Linked DNA regions of Mus musculus: regions 1, 2, 3 and 5 are each linked to region 4. Evidence: chromatin contacts called from public Hi-C, HiChIP or PLAC-seq and promoter capture Hi-C data. All regions are on one chromosome and are shown on one strand. Each heading gives the region's core, a stretch centred on a gene start, on an enhancer-like site or on the middle of the called end of the contact. The rest is flanking DNA. Distances are from core to core; before and after follow the strand shown. Region 1 has its middle 38 kb from the start of Gm39612. Region 2 holds the start of Pus10 (pseudouridylate synthase 10). Region 3 overlaps Gm39609 (a long non-coding RNA gene). Region 4 holds the start of Cct4 (chaperonin containing Tcp1, subunit 4 (delta)). Region 5 holds the start of 0610010F05Rik (RIKEN cDNA 0610010F05 gene).

What was found. Promoter capture Hi-C pulls out the DNA fragments that hold promoters and counts their contacts. A called contact is a pair of places that touch in the nucleus more often than the background predicts. HiChIP or PLAC-seq counts read pairs in DNA pulled down with a chosen protein or histone mark.
Region 1: a contact with region 4 is called in a Hi-C map of regulatory T cells, with 7 times the contacts expected there. The contact joins the enhancer-like site here to the promoter of Cct4 in region 4. A contact is called at or near these places in 3 of 39 promoter capture datasets (embryonic stem cells, hippocampal neurons and liver), 5 of 484 Hi-C or Micro-C datasets (CD8 T cells, Th1 cells, cortical neurons and 2 more), 4 of 115 datasets of contacts at active chromatin or transcription factors (astrocytes, bone marrow-derived macrophages, memory CD8 T cells and 1 more) and 1 of 9 other capture datasets (adipose tissue).
Region 2: a contact with region 4 is called in a Hi-C map of the N1E-115 cell line, with 4 times the contacts expected there. The contact joins the promoter of Pus10 here to the promoter of Cct4 in region 4. A contact is called at or near these places in 17 of 39 promoter capture datasets (the 3T3-L1 cell line, 3T3-L1-derived adipocytes, the C10 cell line and 10 more), 1 of 15 datasets of contacts at CTCF or cohesin (embryonic stem cells), 5 of 484 Hi-C or Micro-C datasets (B cells, the N1E-115 cell line, Th1 cells and 2 more), 8 of 115 datasets of contacts at active chromatin or transcription factors (T-cell acute lymphoblastic leukemia, astrocytes, effector CD8 T cells and 5 more) and 3 of 9 other capture datasets (adipose tissue, embryonic stem cells and liver).
Region 3: a contact with region 4 is called in a promoter capture Hi-C map of liver, with 3 times the contacts expected there. The contact joins the enhancer-like site here to the promoter of Cct4 in region 4. A contact is called at or near these places in 4 of 39 promoter capture datasets (the 3T3-L1 cell line, hippocampal neurons and liver), 1 of 15 datasets of contacts at CTCF or cohesin (the NIH/3T3 cell line), 4 of 115 datasets of contacts at active chromatin or transcription factors (bone marrow-derived macrophages, fibro-adipogenic progenitors, large pre-B cells and 1 more) and 1 of 9 other capture datasets (macrophages).
Region 5: an H3K4me3 HiChIP or PLAC-seq map of the SCID.adh cell line shows a contact between it and region 4, with 17 read pairs. The contact joins the promoter of 0610010F05Rik here to the promoter of Cct4 in region 4. A contact is called at or near these places in 13 of 39 promoter capture datasets (the 3T3-L1 cell line, the HPC-7 cell line, cranial neural crest and 8 more), 10 of 115 datasets of contacts at active chromatin or transcription factors (the SCID.adh cell line, astrocytes, embryonic midbrain and 6 more) and 3 of 9 other capture datasets (adipose tissue, embryonic stem cells and macrophages).

What each region holds. Positions count from the first base shown.
Region 1 is chr11:23,855,193-23,857,892 of GRCm38.p6, reverse strand. No RefSeq gene overlaps it. Among named protein-coding and RNA genes, the nearest start is that of Gm39612, 38 kb to the right of the region's middle. Within about 2 kb of position 1,377, at least 47 of the 459 cell types and tissues checked have an H3K27ac peak or open chromatin away from gene starts, as enhancers often do. A contact at or near this core is called in CD8 T cells, Th1 cells, memory CD8 T cells and 1 more, where this site is marked.
Region 2 is chr11:23,664,555-23,667,254 of GRCm38.p6, reverse strand. It overlaps Pus10 (pseudouridylate synthase 10), which reads right to left and starts at 1,263. Exons shown (of 18, transcript NM_028304.3): 1 at 802-1,263. It overlaps Pex13 (peroxisomal biogenesis factor 13), which reads left to right and starts at 1,372. Exons shown (of 4, transcript NM_023651.5): 1 at 1,372-1,508. The coding sequence starts at 1,411.
Region 3 is chr11:22,436,322-22,439,021 of GRCm38.p6, reverse strand. The region is part of intron 2 of Gm39609 (a long non-coding RNA gene); the gene reads left to right. Among named protein-coding and RNA genes, the nearest start is that of Gm39609, 5.7 kb to the left of the region's middle. Within about 2 kb of position 1,316, at least 152 of the 459 cell types and tissues checked have an H3K27ac peak or open chromatin away from gene starts, as enhancers often do. A contact at or near this core is called in the NIH/3T3 cell line, bone marrow-derived macrophages, liver and 2 more, where this site is marked.
Region 4 is chr11:22,989,172-22,991,871 of GRCm38.p6, reverse strand. It overlaps Cct4 (chaperonin containing Tcp1, subunit 4 (delta)), which reads right to left and starts at 1,279. Exons shown (of 14, transcript NM_009837.1): 1 at 992-1,279. The coding sequence starts at 1,118.
Region 5 is chr11:23,632,221-23,634,920 of GRCm38.p6, reverse strand. It overlaps 0610010F05Rik (RIKEN cDNA 0610010F05 gene), which reads left to right and starts at 1,290. Exons shown (of 22, transcript NM_027860.3): 1 at 1,290-1,428.

The sequences.
Region 1 (2,700 bases), core at 128-2,627, 870 kb before region 4:
GAATGCAAATATGCATGCTAATAGGATAGATATGCTTGCTTATGTTTTCTGTAATGAACTAGGCTCTGAAGCTGGTAAGATGGCTCAGTGGATAAAGCACTTGCTGCACGAATGTGAGGGACTGAGTTCAAATCCCAAGACCCAGCTGTAGCAGCATCATATGTCCGCAATGCCAGGACACCAGTGCATTTAAGATGGCTGTAGTTTACTAAAGTGTGCAGTGGGAACACCAATGCCTTTCCTGAAATGAGAGCAGTGTAGTGACTCTCTAGCGTCATTATACTTGGTAGGCACTATGAAGTACTGTACAATCTAATTCATCTCTCTTGTTTCTGTCTTCTAAAAGTAGTGGTTATAATAAAAGGCTCTACTTTTAAAAAGTAGCTCAATGAATCAAAAGAAGAAATCCAACAGTTCCTGGCACTTAGCAGAATCCAACGAATCACGACCAGAGACATATGAAATAACATGGCACTTGATTGACAGTGGACAGCTCCTCTCCAAGAAATCCAGCCCGAGGATCAAGAAAAAAGGCCAACATCCCAGCCACCTCCATCCCAACATAGCCAGCCTAGGCAGTAGAGTGCCACCTCCCATGAGATGCTCTTGCCTTGTGTTGTGAGAATTTTCCCTGGCAAGTTGGAGGTGGGGAACTAGCCAACATCTACTTCCTCTCCACCTCACAAGGTCCCAATGACAAACTAGGGTAGAGCTCTGCCAAGATTCACTCTGGAAGAGCTGATCATTTAATCCGCTTACGAATGGACTAAGGCATTACAAGCAGGAGAGTAGGTGACTTAAGACAGCCATCCTGGAATCCGTGCAGGAAGTGTGCATGACTCTTCTGCCATGCCCAGCACCTCCCTGAGGCCACATGTAATTGGGGAGGAATTGCAATCAATTGGTTGGTAAGGATCCCATGACCCCAACCCCCACACTCAGTCTTCTATGTGGGAACAACGATCAACAGGTCCAGCTGTGATGATCTTTTGCCAAGTAGGCACAGCTGAACTCAGGCAGAGGCTGGCACTCAGCCTGAAGGGTACGCCTGAACACCTTGTCACCCAGCCTTTCAGAAAACAGCTGCTGGATTTGTAGGAAAAAAAGAAAGTAGAACTCATGAATTATTACAAAGTTCACTATCTATATATTACAACGGGTTAGAGAACTTAGCAAACTACCTGTACCAGCCAGCACAGCACCCAGAACGTCCGGCTGAGCCGATGCTTCAACAGAGTTTAACATTCTGCAATGTAAACATCTGTATGTTGACATCCCCACTTCTGATCCAACTAGATCTGTAAGCAGCCACACGTGGGGAGGGTGCCACAGCTTAAAGCCACACCCATACCAGCTGCACCTGTATTCCCCTCCTCCCACCTCTCCTGGGCACGGGGCAAGACTGTCTAACCCTATTTCCAACTCACTTCCTGCTAGAGCTTTATAGCAGTTCAAAGAACTAAGTTCAGGTTCTTTCCAAATAGGTTGGTTTCTTGAAACTCACCAACAAGTCAAACATCAGAAAAGTGGGGATTTCTGAACACCACCCACTTGGATGGTAACTGATATTTAGTAGTTTCAAATATTAAGAAAAGAAAAAAAATTGACCTTGATTAGGCAGTATCTAATCTCCCAGGGCACAGGAAATGAAAGCGAGCAAGTCTGATTTGCAGGAGGCCCTGAGGTTGCACAAAGTAGTGGCTCCCCCAGCAAGGCCCACTCACGGCCTGCCTCCAGCTGAACACCCAGAGGGAAAGCACCATTAAACTCCCTATAAATTCAGCAACCAAACAGTTGTACCATGGTGAGGGGGTGGGGAAAGGGAAGAAGGAAGAGAGGGTATCATAGGTTTGAGAAGGCTATGCTGTTGGGGCCAGAGGGATTCAGTGGTCAACCAGCCTACTTATTCCATATATGTTTAGGATGAATGTTCTGGAAACTAGATAGCATTGGAAGGACCAGTTGAAAGTACTGGATGTGTTTGGCTGGAAAAGTAATCAGAGCTCCACTTTCCATGGATGCTGGAGGGAAGGAGAGGCCCAGAGATGAGGTTGCTGTTATGATCCACCTAAGAGATGTTAGAGGAAACCAAGCTGGCAAAACAAGTTTTGAGAGATTTTGAGGGGGTGGGAGGGAGGATGGGCTCTGCCATCAAAATACATGATGGGAAGAGTGGAAGATGATGCACACCTTTCTTAGGCAAACACTGCCATCACTGAGCAACTGTGAGAACAGCAGAGGAGGCTGGGAAGCAAGGCTCCTGACTTCAGATTAGTAGTGTTGAATCAGCGCTGTCTGGCACCCCCATGTGGTCATCCGTGACAGGTCAGGAGAAATGCTGCTGCAGAGCGGCTAGATTTCAGCACCAGTCACCATCCTTCCAGATCACTGTGGGGATTCCCAGCTCCAGGAACAGGCTTCTGCAGAAGAAATTCTTGGCTGGTTGAACCCTTACTGCAACCCACAGCCAAAGTGGGTTTACCTAATTGGCCATTTGGGGGATGACATCAGAGCATGCACAGACCTGCCCCTGGCCTTTCTCTTTAGATCTTTCTGGTCATGCCCTCAGTGGACTGTGGAGCAAGCCCACTTGAAGCTGACCCAAAATCATGTCTCTGATCAAGTCTCTTCTCAATAGTTGGATGTGAATCTTTGCCTCCTGCAAACTGAGGGGCAAAAAAAGAAAAAGTTAAAGTCTTG
Region 2 (2,700 bases), core at 14-2,513, 680 kb before region 4:
CTACAGCTACGTGCTGTATTTATGTCCTTAAAAAGAAAAGCTTTCATTTGAAAAATTCTATTTTGTACCCTTCAAATACTGCTTGTCATATCTATATTCTAAAATATGAACTTGACTAAGTGAGTATGTGGATTACAGGGGAGAGGAACAAAGAAAGACAAGCTTGCTCTGGACATGACATTAAAAACTTTCCGATTCCGGGACTTGGGACCACTCAGGGTTGCCTGTGTAAACCTTTCAAGGAAGTACTTACAATATGGGAATATACTCTATTAAAGAAAAAAAAATCAAGAAACTCCATGTGGCCAAGTATTTATTTCAGTTTCATAATCCCGTCTATCAGTTCACTTAACCTATTAATTTAATGTTAAGTAAAGAGTCTATGAGGAGTTGGAAATAATTATGTAAAAATGCATCTTCTTGCCAGGTGTAAGCGCTCACGCTTATAATTTCAGTACACAAGAAACAAGAAGATCTCCATGAGTTCAAAGCTAACCTAGGCTAAATAGAGAATCAAAGCCAGCGGGGGAGAGGGGGGTAGCTGAAACAGTCTTGAGTTTCACACCATAAGATCTTTTTTAATGCATTTCCTCCTGCACAGGCATAGTTCGTCCTCTGGCATGGGAGTAGGGGAAAGGTAAGGGGAAAGCTCTGTTCTGGCCAAACAAGCCCTTAACTCTATGTGCTGAGGTTCTAGAAACTTACCACTCACTCCACCTGACTAACAAACAAAAGGGACTGCAGCTACGCCTCTTCGACACCCAGTCCCTAACCCCTCACCTCGTACTTCCTAGGCCTTACCTTCTCCCAAGATGCCGCAGCCGAGTCTTAACCCTTTTCGGCCCTGGGTGGGAACGGGGAAGAGTAAAGACAGCGCACCTACTGCGCTCAGCCGTTGTGTTCCCCAAGAAAACCAGAGCTTTACAACGAAAGTACCAGGCCCCTCACGAGAGGAATGCAGGAACCCCCTCGTCTTACACGGTGACCTGTAAGGCTGTCCGCCTGGCAGCCTGCACTCCCCCTAGCTCTACGAACGAAAGACTGCGAGGGGCTTTACTGCTAGCCTTAAAGGGTCGGCCGGCAAAGGAGCCTCCGACGGACTCGGCACCTAGGTCGTAGTAGCTGCTGCCAGAAACGTCGATGAGCCCCTACTCAAATTTGAAACCCAGACTAGGGAAAAGAAAGAGGGACGTCCCGCTCTCCCGACTCCCGACCCCCTCCCACACCCCAGCAAATTAGCTGTTCCCTTCCTCCTTCCTCCAGCTTCGCCTGACCACACGCCTTGGCCTGACGTCAGGCGTGGGCGGGGCGGAGGGCTCGGTGTTCTGCCTGTCGTGCCTGGCAAGCGAGGCGCTCCTTCACCCAGCCGTCGCAGTCGCTTCCCTGAGCCGGAGCGGAGCTGGCGGAGAGATGGCCTCCCAGCCGCCGCCGCCCCCCAAACCCTGGGAGTCTCGCAGAATTCCCGGGGCCGGCCCCGGGCCGGGCTCCGGCCCCGGCCCCACTTACCAGTGAGTGTGAGGTGTTTGGGCCGCGACTTTGGAGGCCAGAGCGGGGACTTGGCAGGAGGCGGTTGAAGCCGTTATTGGGGGGAGGCGTCGCTTCCCGCTGCCGGCCCGGGGCGAGTGCAGAGCGGGTCTGGAGTCTGCTGGCTGTACGACCGCCCGTTCTTCCCCCGGGCGCCCCGCCGGCCCCACGGATGCAGGAGCTAGAAAGAAAAGCGGCGCTTCCCTGCCTTTTCGCTTTTGCGGGACATGGGGGGGCGGGACAGCCTGACCCGCTTCAAAGCGACGAGCTTGGGTCTGCTGCCGAGCGCGACGTTGGCCCAGCCAGGACAAGGATAGAGAGCAAAAGTCATGGAAAAGCTTTACAGCCTCTCCAGAAGTTGGTTGAACGACCCAAAGGTCACGTTTACGCAACATGGAATCCAAGCTCTTACCCTTGGCTTTCTTTTCTAGCATAACTTAACGTTTAGGTTGAGGGTTGAAAGAATTCTAAGACAGGAATTCGAGGTCTGTGGGTAGCCTTTGTGTACAAAATTGTGTGTGTGACTGTCGTCTAAGGCCTATAAAGTTTTTATTTGCTTTGATTTAAATCAGTAACAAATGGGTCTGCAACTTTTAAAAATTTAAAACAGAATTAGAGTTTCAGGAACCTGTGTTTTCTTTGGATAAATAGATACCTTAATCCAGGCGACATGATTTCAGAGCAAGTTTGTACGTTTTCCTGGCGCGTAAAAATCTCTGTACGTTGGAGTACTTTTCTCTTATTGGAAAATCTGGTGCTCTTTTAAAAGTACTAAAACACTTGGGCACAGTAACTAATAGATACAATTAGAGTGATAAGCTGTATTTTTCGTGTTAAAGCAACACTTATTGGTGATACTTTCATTAGAATGTTTCTAAGTGTGTTCTTTGCTATCCCGTTAAACTTCTCTGAACATTACTTAGCCTTCTGGGTTTGTTGTTGTTTTGTTGTATGTGCCTTAAATTTTATGATTGTTTTCTGTACCTGTTTATATTTGTTTTACTAATGGTATGCAATTATGGGTTATTCCATTAATGTTGAACTTATCTTGCATTTTTAAATGAACCTACTTAGCTTCCTTTTTTTAATATACTGTCCTGGATTCTGTATTATTTTAAGATTTATGTTCCTATGTGATATTGGATTCCTTTTTTAAATTATACTTTTGTCTTTATA
Region 3 (2,700 bases), core at 67-2,566, 550 kb after region 4:
CATATGGTGGAGGAGAGAAGAGGCTGGCCCAGAGGAAGGTAGTGGTGCTTATTAAATACCCACAGACTGACTGGATAACCTTGGCTTAAGTGACTACAGTAACCTCAGAGTGTTTGTTGAGTGGGGACTACAGCCTCTCAGTCAAGCACAGTTGGATGGCTTGGTCTGAACATGAGCCAGCTGGCCAGTGTGATCCCAAACAGAAAAAAAAAAAAATCAAAATCAAAACAAAACAATAAAACTACTCCACAGTCACAGCAAGCCATTGCATAAGGAGGACAGTGTGAGCAATGTCTTGTGGTAGAAAAGCAGTGAAGGCAGTCACTTACAGGCACAGCAGGTAATTTCTGTATCTAGACAGGGCCTCTTTGCTGAGAGTGTGGGAGGGACACTCACCTCATCTCTGTGAAGGAAGTGAAGCACCAAGAAAGGTTACTGGCTTAGGGTCAGACCTAGATCTGTGATTTCTGTCACTTATTAACTGGATAGCCTTGAGCAGCCCCAAGAGCCAGTGCCTTCATTCGTAAAGAAGGTTAAAGACCCATTTCCAGGCACAGGAGGGTAAAATAAGGGAAAGCTATGAATTCTAAGGGATTAGAGTAACTTTTTAATTTTTATGATTCCACTTTGTATGCCCCACACATCCCAGGCAGAAAGAAAAATATTTAAAAGATGACATTGTTATGTTCCCATGAGTAGCCTGGGATATCTGTTTTGGGGCTTTTTATACCTTTAAATAGCAGAATCCCTAGCTAGTCTGTGTTGTCCCTTTAAATCTAAGGATGGGGGGTCACAGATCTTCCAATTTAGCTGCTAAGCCTTTAAATAATGGGCTTGCCCACCTCCACCCTTGCACTGTTCCCTGGGCTTCTGGGATGTCTCTCAGGTAATTCCAGTACTCTTGGCGGCTGCCCCAGTTCACAGCTGCCACAGGGATCAGCTACTCAAAAAAACTGTTGCTGAATTAATATTGGCAGTGTGTGTGGGTTATATTTGCAGAGCATTGGCAGGCACCAGGGACCTACTGGTTAAAGTCCATTCTAACCTTTCCTCTGTCATGCTTGAAAAATATGGGAGGTTTTCTGCTGCTGTTGGTAGCTGAAGACCGCCCCATTCTCCGCTTCCCCTAGATTACGTGTGGTGGAATACTTCTCACGCAAGAAGGAGAAAAATGTCCTGGTTGAAGTGAAAATCCTTTCCTCAGAGGACCAGTTGCTGTCAACTGGCAGTTTTGGGTCGTTTCTTTGCTGTTCCCTCTGGTCTGTCCAGCAGGTGGTGGAGTTCCAGCAGCCTTGTCCCCAGTCAGACTGTCCTGTAATGCTCAGCACGTGATAGGCGACTGCTGTCTGACTCACTCCTGCTGCCTCTGGCTCTGGGGCTGTGTAAACACCACAAGGAACGGCAAGAACAGAGTACTCCAAGCTTTTCCTGTAGTTTCCCTCATCAAACAAAGAACAAATTCGTGTTGACTGAATATAGAACTGCCTGTGTCAGCTGGGATTTAAACTCTTAATCACTTTATTCTTAGCAAAGACCCAGAAAGAAACCCTAAATTGTTTCTTTGTTCATTATCCACCTATGAAAACACATTTGTTAACAGTACTGAATGTATCATGATAGACAGCTGAATCCAAATTATTCTTGAGAAACAGATTAATCCAGTGTGCTGCTGAGTGCCTGTGACCCCAGCCTTGGGGTTTGGGTAGAGATAGGTGGATTTCTGAAGCTCATTGGCCAGCCTGGCTGGGCAAATGGGAGAGCTACAGGTTCAATGAGAGATCCTAGCTCCAGAAGCAATGGAAGATTGATCAAGGAAAGGTAGCTGATATTGAAAGTCATGCATGTGAGCATGTGCAATAAAGAAAAATGAAAAAAAAAACCAACTTTAAAAAGTCAGCAGCTAAAGAGGAAACAACAACAACAGAGAAAAGAGAGAGAGAGAGAGAGAGAGAGAGGAGAGAGAGAGAGAAAAGAAAGTGGGAACATCCGTTATAGGCAAAACTTCAAGCCCCCAAATGTTCACACTCACACATTTCAAATTAGACATTTCAAAAACAGTGATTAAAAAAAAAAAAAGGTTTTAGAAAAATGTAAAAACGAAGCACTTCTAGGTTTGCTTCTCAGTTTCTTCAGAAAGTCTATATAACATTGCTTTTGTTTGGCCCCTGCTGTCTTCAGACTCATTTGGTTAGAGACTTAATTTGGTGGCTGAAACAGGGATCAATGCTAGAGGAAAATTTGGGTCAGAGTCTTTCTTAGAGTATTACCAATGGCAGATAGCTCCTCTCATGCCTTAGAGAGCCACCTCCAAAGGTATATGGTGTCCCTGTGATGGTTAAATACTAATTGGATGCAATGGAGAATCACCTGGGAAGGGGGTCTTAATGAGGGACTATCTATCCATCAGATTGGGGGATTGATGTGTGAAGGCCCAGCCTAAATGGTGTGTGGGTGACACTCTTTCCTGTCTCTAGGCTTTGGGTTGTACAAACAAGGAGAAGATAAGCAGAGAGTATATATATGCATCCATTTCTCTCTGCTCTTGGTTGTGGATATGACATAATCAACTATTTTAAGTTCTCACTGCCGTGACTTCCCTGTAGCAATCACCATATAACATGGAACTGTGAACTAAGATGAACCCTTCCTCACTCAGTGGCCTTTTCAGGGTATTTTATCACAGCGACTAGTGTTGTGATC
Region 4 (2,700 bases), core at 30-2,529:
TCTTGGTCACTCATCTGACTCTAGAATTCATCTTTCAACATCCCAATGACTCCACTACCACAAACGTAATTAATGAACTCAATAAACTTCCAGGTGTCAGGTATTCACTCCAAACTTCCAAAAGACTCTCACATGGAGCACCTGGTCAGCTTGGCGTCTCCAACTCCTTAAGGCCCATCCTGCGCACACACCTCACAGCACCAACACATTCCAGTCACCTGGACTGGTGACTGCAGTACTTGTCAGGTTTACTTCATACACTTTCACATTTAATCCTCCCAGCAACCCTGCAAATCAACTGTCACCTCACCCAACTTACAGCTGCACTGCGAAGTCAAGAGTTTCTTGGATCCTAGGACCTTCAGAAGATAAAACAACACCCCGTCCACTTCCCAAATCATGCATCTTTGTCTCCAACCCAAATAAACCCTGGCAGTATCTCTTAAGGCTTTGTTGCTTTAGACGTCAGACGCGTCAAATAGCACATACTGAGAATAAAACTCGGCCTGTCTGGTTTTCACCACGTGCTTTTACAACCCTATGTCGCCCACCTGCCAGTTTAAGGGAATTTATAGTGACTATCCGATTAGTACTACGGAGCCAAAGAACGTTCATAAGTTAAATGAACTTTTTTTGAAAATGTTGAAAAAGTAAAATGAATTTTATTTGAAAGCTCAAAATACTGTGTCGTCTACCACTAGGTTTGATAAACAGCCAAGCTTTAGTTCTTAAGAGTCAGATCTCAAGGATCATTGCTTTCAGTATTTTAAACGGCTGTCTGCGCCAATGTGACCAACACCGCCCATGCCTGCAGGAGACGAACTAAGGAGCTCGGCGTCCCACAATGGGGCGTGTCCGAGGCCTCCACGCTCCGAGTGCTTAGCAGAAAGCTGCAAACGAGACCACCTTGAAGGAACACAACCCACCCAGGGCCAAGGTCACAGCGAGGCTGGGCCGTTCCGCCGGAGGCGGGCCGGCGACCGGGTGATACCTTTGGCCGCGGAAATATTGCTGAAGCGGATCTGGGCTGGCTTGTCGCGGTCCTGGTAGGCGCTTTTCCCGCGGCTGCCGGGCCCGGCGGTGGGCGCCCCGCTTCGGGAAGCTACGTTCTCCGGCATGGCGACCTTGGTGGCGTCTGCGCGGGTTCAGGAGGACGGATGGACACGGATTCCGGCTTGCTGTGGAGTAACGGTCTCCCTGACCGCCTCCTCCACGAACCTTCCAGAAAGCGACGCCGGGAGAGAAGGCGGAAGCCGAGCAAGGGGCCTGCTGGAGAGCCGGCGCGGGTGTGACGTCAGGGGCTGTCTGCCGCACGCCGGCTGCGCAGCTTGCGCGCGGAGATGTGGCTACGGACTGTCCACCCCTCCCTGTGCCTGAGATGGAGCGGGAGGTTTTATAGGCGTGGCTGTGGCCGTTCTAGATGGACCCGAGCCTTTAGCTTCTGCTAGTGCTGTTGAGGAAGCTGTGACAGCTCTGGCTTTGTTCCGGAGTGGGTGTGGTGCAACCGGCCTTTTACGGACATCCATGTCTAAATTCCAAATTCTATTCCTAGTTTATTCACTTTGTAAAGGTGTTGGAGGAGAGATGTGCCATGAATAGTTTCCTCCCTTTTGTATATATTTTGACTGCCTAGGGATTTAAATACACTAGTTAGACGGCACAGAATCGTAATAGTTGTGGGGCGGTGACTGCCTATCAAATCCAGTCTGCCTTCTAGTTAAGACCTCTTCCATAAACATAACCACTGACTCTTAGGGAACATAAACATTCTAATAACTGATTAATAGTTATCTGCTGAGCAAAGTGTGAAATCTTTACACTCTTTACCCCCCCCACCCCACCCCCACACTAATCCTCATAATCCCATGAAATAGGTGTCATCGTCTAGACTTAAAGGATGATGAAGCTAAAGCCCAAGGTCAACCAGTAAGGCAGTGGAAGCCAGTACAGAGCCAGGACTCTGTCCTTAGGTAAACTTCCAAGGTTTCTATAATCATGATCATTGACCACCAGAGTTTATATAGGTAATACTCATTCAGTGGTAGTTCACAGTTAATAATTGAGAGCCATAAGGTGCCAGATGCCTGCGGTAGGTTAACGAACAATTGTTTCATGGACTTAGTCCTGTAATTATGAGAAGCATTTACATTCATTCACTCTATTAAGACTAAGATGAACTTTTCAAGCCTCCCCTTGGGGGACACGTCTTTTTCAAAGACCAGTTTACCCCTCCCTCGAAGCACACAAATATTCTATGGTTGTTGAGACAGCTGACTTATATGAAGAGAACAGGTACTGGTACTGTGGTGATTTGAGATGTCTCCCCTAGTTTTAGACATTCAAATACTTGGTCCCCAGTGGGTAGCTCTGATTGGAGAAGCTTAGGAGGTGTAGCCTTGCTGGAGTAAGTATATCACTGGAGGCTGAGTTTGTTTCAAAAGCTACCAGCCAGTTTGTGCTCTGCTTCCTCTTCACAATATGAGATGTGAGCTCTCCCTTCTCCATGCCTACCTGTTGTGAAGCTTCCCTGCTGTGCTTCCCAGTGATCATGAAGTCCTAGAACCATAAAACCCCTCAAAACTCTTCCCTCTATAAATTGCCTTCCTTGTGGTTGTGGTGTGTTTTTTGTTTGTTTGTTTGTTTTTGTTATAAGGTTTCACTGTGTAGCTTTGACTGTCCTGAAACTAACTCTCTGTAGAC
Region 5 (2,700 bases), core at 41-2,540, 640 kb before region 4:
ATGATAGGCTTCCTTTACTGCATGCATTAATTTGACAAATGAGCCCTTCACAAGTCTGGTTACAAAAACCTGGGCATCACGAAGCATTCATAAAGCAGAAACCGTGGCTTATCTGCTGCCACACTTATCTGACTTGGAGGTCGAAAGCTCTATGTGCAGCCACTGAAGTTCAAGCTGAATGTGAACACATGTTCTCCTGAGAGCAAGACAGGGACCATTCGCTCCCAGCAGGAAGCCTGAGCCTGCGAAATGATCCAAGTGCTTCTCTCACCGTGCTACTCGGAGCTTCGCTGAGGTCTGAGGCCCATTATCAAATGTGGAAGCCTCATTCCTTGGGCATAATTTGGACTCTACCTGCACATTGAGACCACCTCCCCCCAGTGGGAAGGGAGATCTATTTGAGTGGTAGGAGGAAAGCCTTGGCAGATAAGGCGATTGAAGAGAAAACAATAAACAACAACAAAAAACAAACAAACGTTCAACTTCCTCTGGGAAACAAAAAAGAAATGAAGATTTGATCGAAACCATAACATTGAGAGTTACTTATATTCTTTTTGATATACAGCTTACACTGAATACATTGCTCGTTCTCACTGTCTCTGTCTCTGTCTCTGTCTCTCTCTCTCTCTGTCTCTCTCTCTCTCTCTCTCTCTCTCTCTGTCTCTGTCTCTCTCTGCTTGCAAACAGGTTTATTAGTGGACACTGTTTTAGTTTAATCTTGCCAGAACCATGGAGTGATTGCCAACGAAAACTCACATCTGGCCACTAATACATTTCCATCAGTGCTCTAAGACTGAACATCAATCAGCCTTCCAAGTTTAACACTGGAACATTTGCCACACTATATCTGAGAAGTCGCCAGCTTTTCAGTTTACAGTATGTTTCTAAGTCCCAGCCAACGCCCTATCCAATCATATATTTTTTCTGTTGAACCTAAGCAGCTTATAGCAAAATGAGTGACAGGGAAAGATTTATTCTTTTCATTCGAGCTCCCTTTATCTCCCACGTTCAAGATCAAGCGCTGAGGACCTAGTCGCTAAGAGACATGACGCTAAGAGAGTGGGGACGCTGCACTGCGACAGGCCAGAGAGGACGAGCCAGAGAGGGCAGGGTGAAGAGCAGGCTCTGTGCAGCGGTGGGCTGCACTCTGGCACCGCCCGCACCCGCCCACCCGCAGGATCTCGTCGCTCATTGGATGCTCTGCTGCGGCGCTAGCTTGCGATTGGCCCGGGCGCGTCGATCAGGCCCCGCCCCTCGGCGCTCTTGCTGGGCGGCTGGCTAGCGGGCGCAGGCGGGTGCGGCCGCGGCTCGTGAGGCCGCCTCAGCCTGGCGTGTGCGCCGGGTCGCGCCGTTCTGGGCGCGAGCGCGGGCGGTGCTGGCCGCTGCAGGTGACACCGGCGCGGTGAGGGCCGCCGCGGCCCTGTGGAGGTGAGAGAGACGCTGAGAGGCTGGGGCACCCACTCGGAAGCTGGAGTGGGGCGAGGGCCGGGAGCGCCGCTGCCCATCCGGGCGGGCGGACTGGCGGGCGGGCGGGCGGTGCGGGGCCCCGCTGCCCGGAAGCCCGCGGACGCCCGGGCGCTGCCTGCGGCCCCGTCCCGCCGCCGCCCTCGCCTACGCTCTTGGCGACGGAGCCCAGCTTCGGTCGCCGGACTCCGGCCCTCACAGTCCCCGCCAGGCTGCTTTCCGATGCCTTTGTCTGCTCCTCTCCAGCCCGCGCCTCGAGTCGGTGTCCACGCCGCGGAATCCCGGTCCCGAGGACGCGCCGCGCAGGGAGCCTCGGACCCGGGCTTGGAAAGGCTACTTACCCGGGTGGGCAGTGATGTCCGGTCTTTCAGAATCAGAGCCAACCGGCTGGGTCACACGTGTGGATGAGAGTCAGGAAGTCTGTTGTAGATCAGGACTAACAGCCTCCCTCTGCTGTGCCAGAGGCCTTCCACCTGTCCCTGTGACCACCCCCCACCTCCACTCCCTCCTCTGCCTAGGGAAAGATCAAGAGCCCCCTTTTCATTGAAAAATGAAAAGCAGATGCTTGTCCATATGAATAAGCCAAAATAAGGAATAGGTTATGTTCTTTAAAGGTGTAAAATGTTAAAACAATAGAATTTTTATATTTTAGTAAATAATGTTATTTATTTACTAAATATATTATACCTTAAACACTTTTAAAGTATGGTGTCATGCATGAGAGGATAATTTTGAGTTTTAGATATTTTCTTTTGGTCATAGTTTTTTATACGTTTATACCTTTCTCCAGAATGAGATGCATGTGCCAGCTGTTCTAAGACTGTATGTTATTCATACCCTAAAGGAAACATTCTCAGAGATTAGTTTAACTAGAATACACAGTAGTTTTTTTCCCTTGATTGGAAAGATTCAATTGTGTCAACAGAAAAAAAATTCACACCCAAGTTACTTAAATCATCCATTACCACGAATAAATGAGTATTATATTTGAAATATACAAGTTTTTAAGAATTTGATGGAGACATCTTTCTTGTTATTTTAATTAAGTGCTGGGAACTTAGCTCATTTGTGGAGTACACTGCCACCACCACCACCAAAAACAGAAAATAAATTTTAATTAAATATCTGAAAGTTAAAAGTGAAAAAGCAGCACACAAGGGGTCTTTGTCTTGAGTTCTACTTTAAACTGTTTAGTCGCCTTTTCTCCTTTCCAGTGCTGGTTGTCCAACCCAGGGC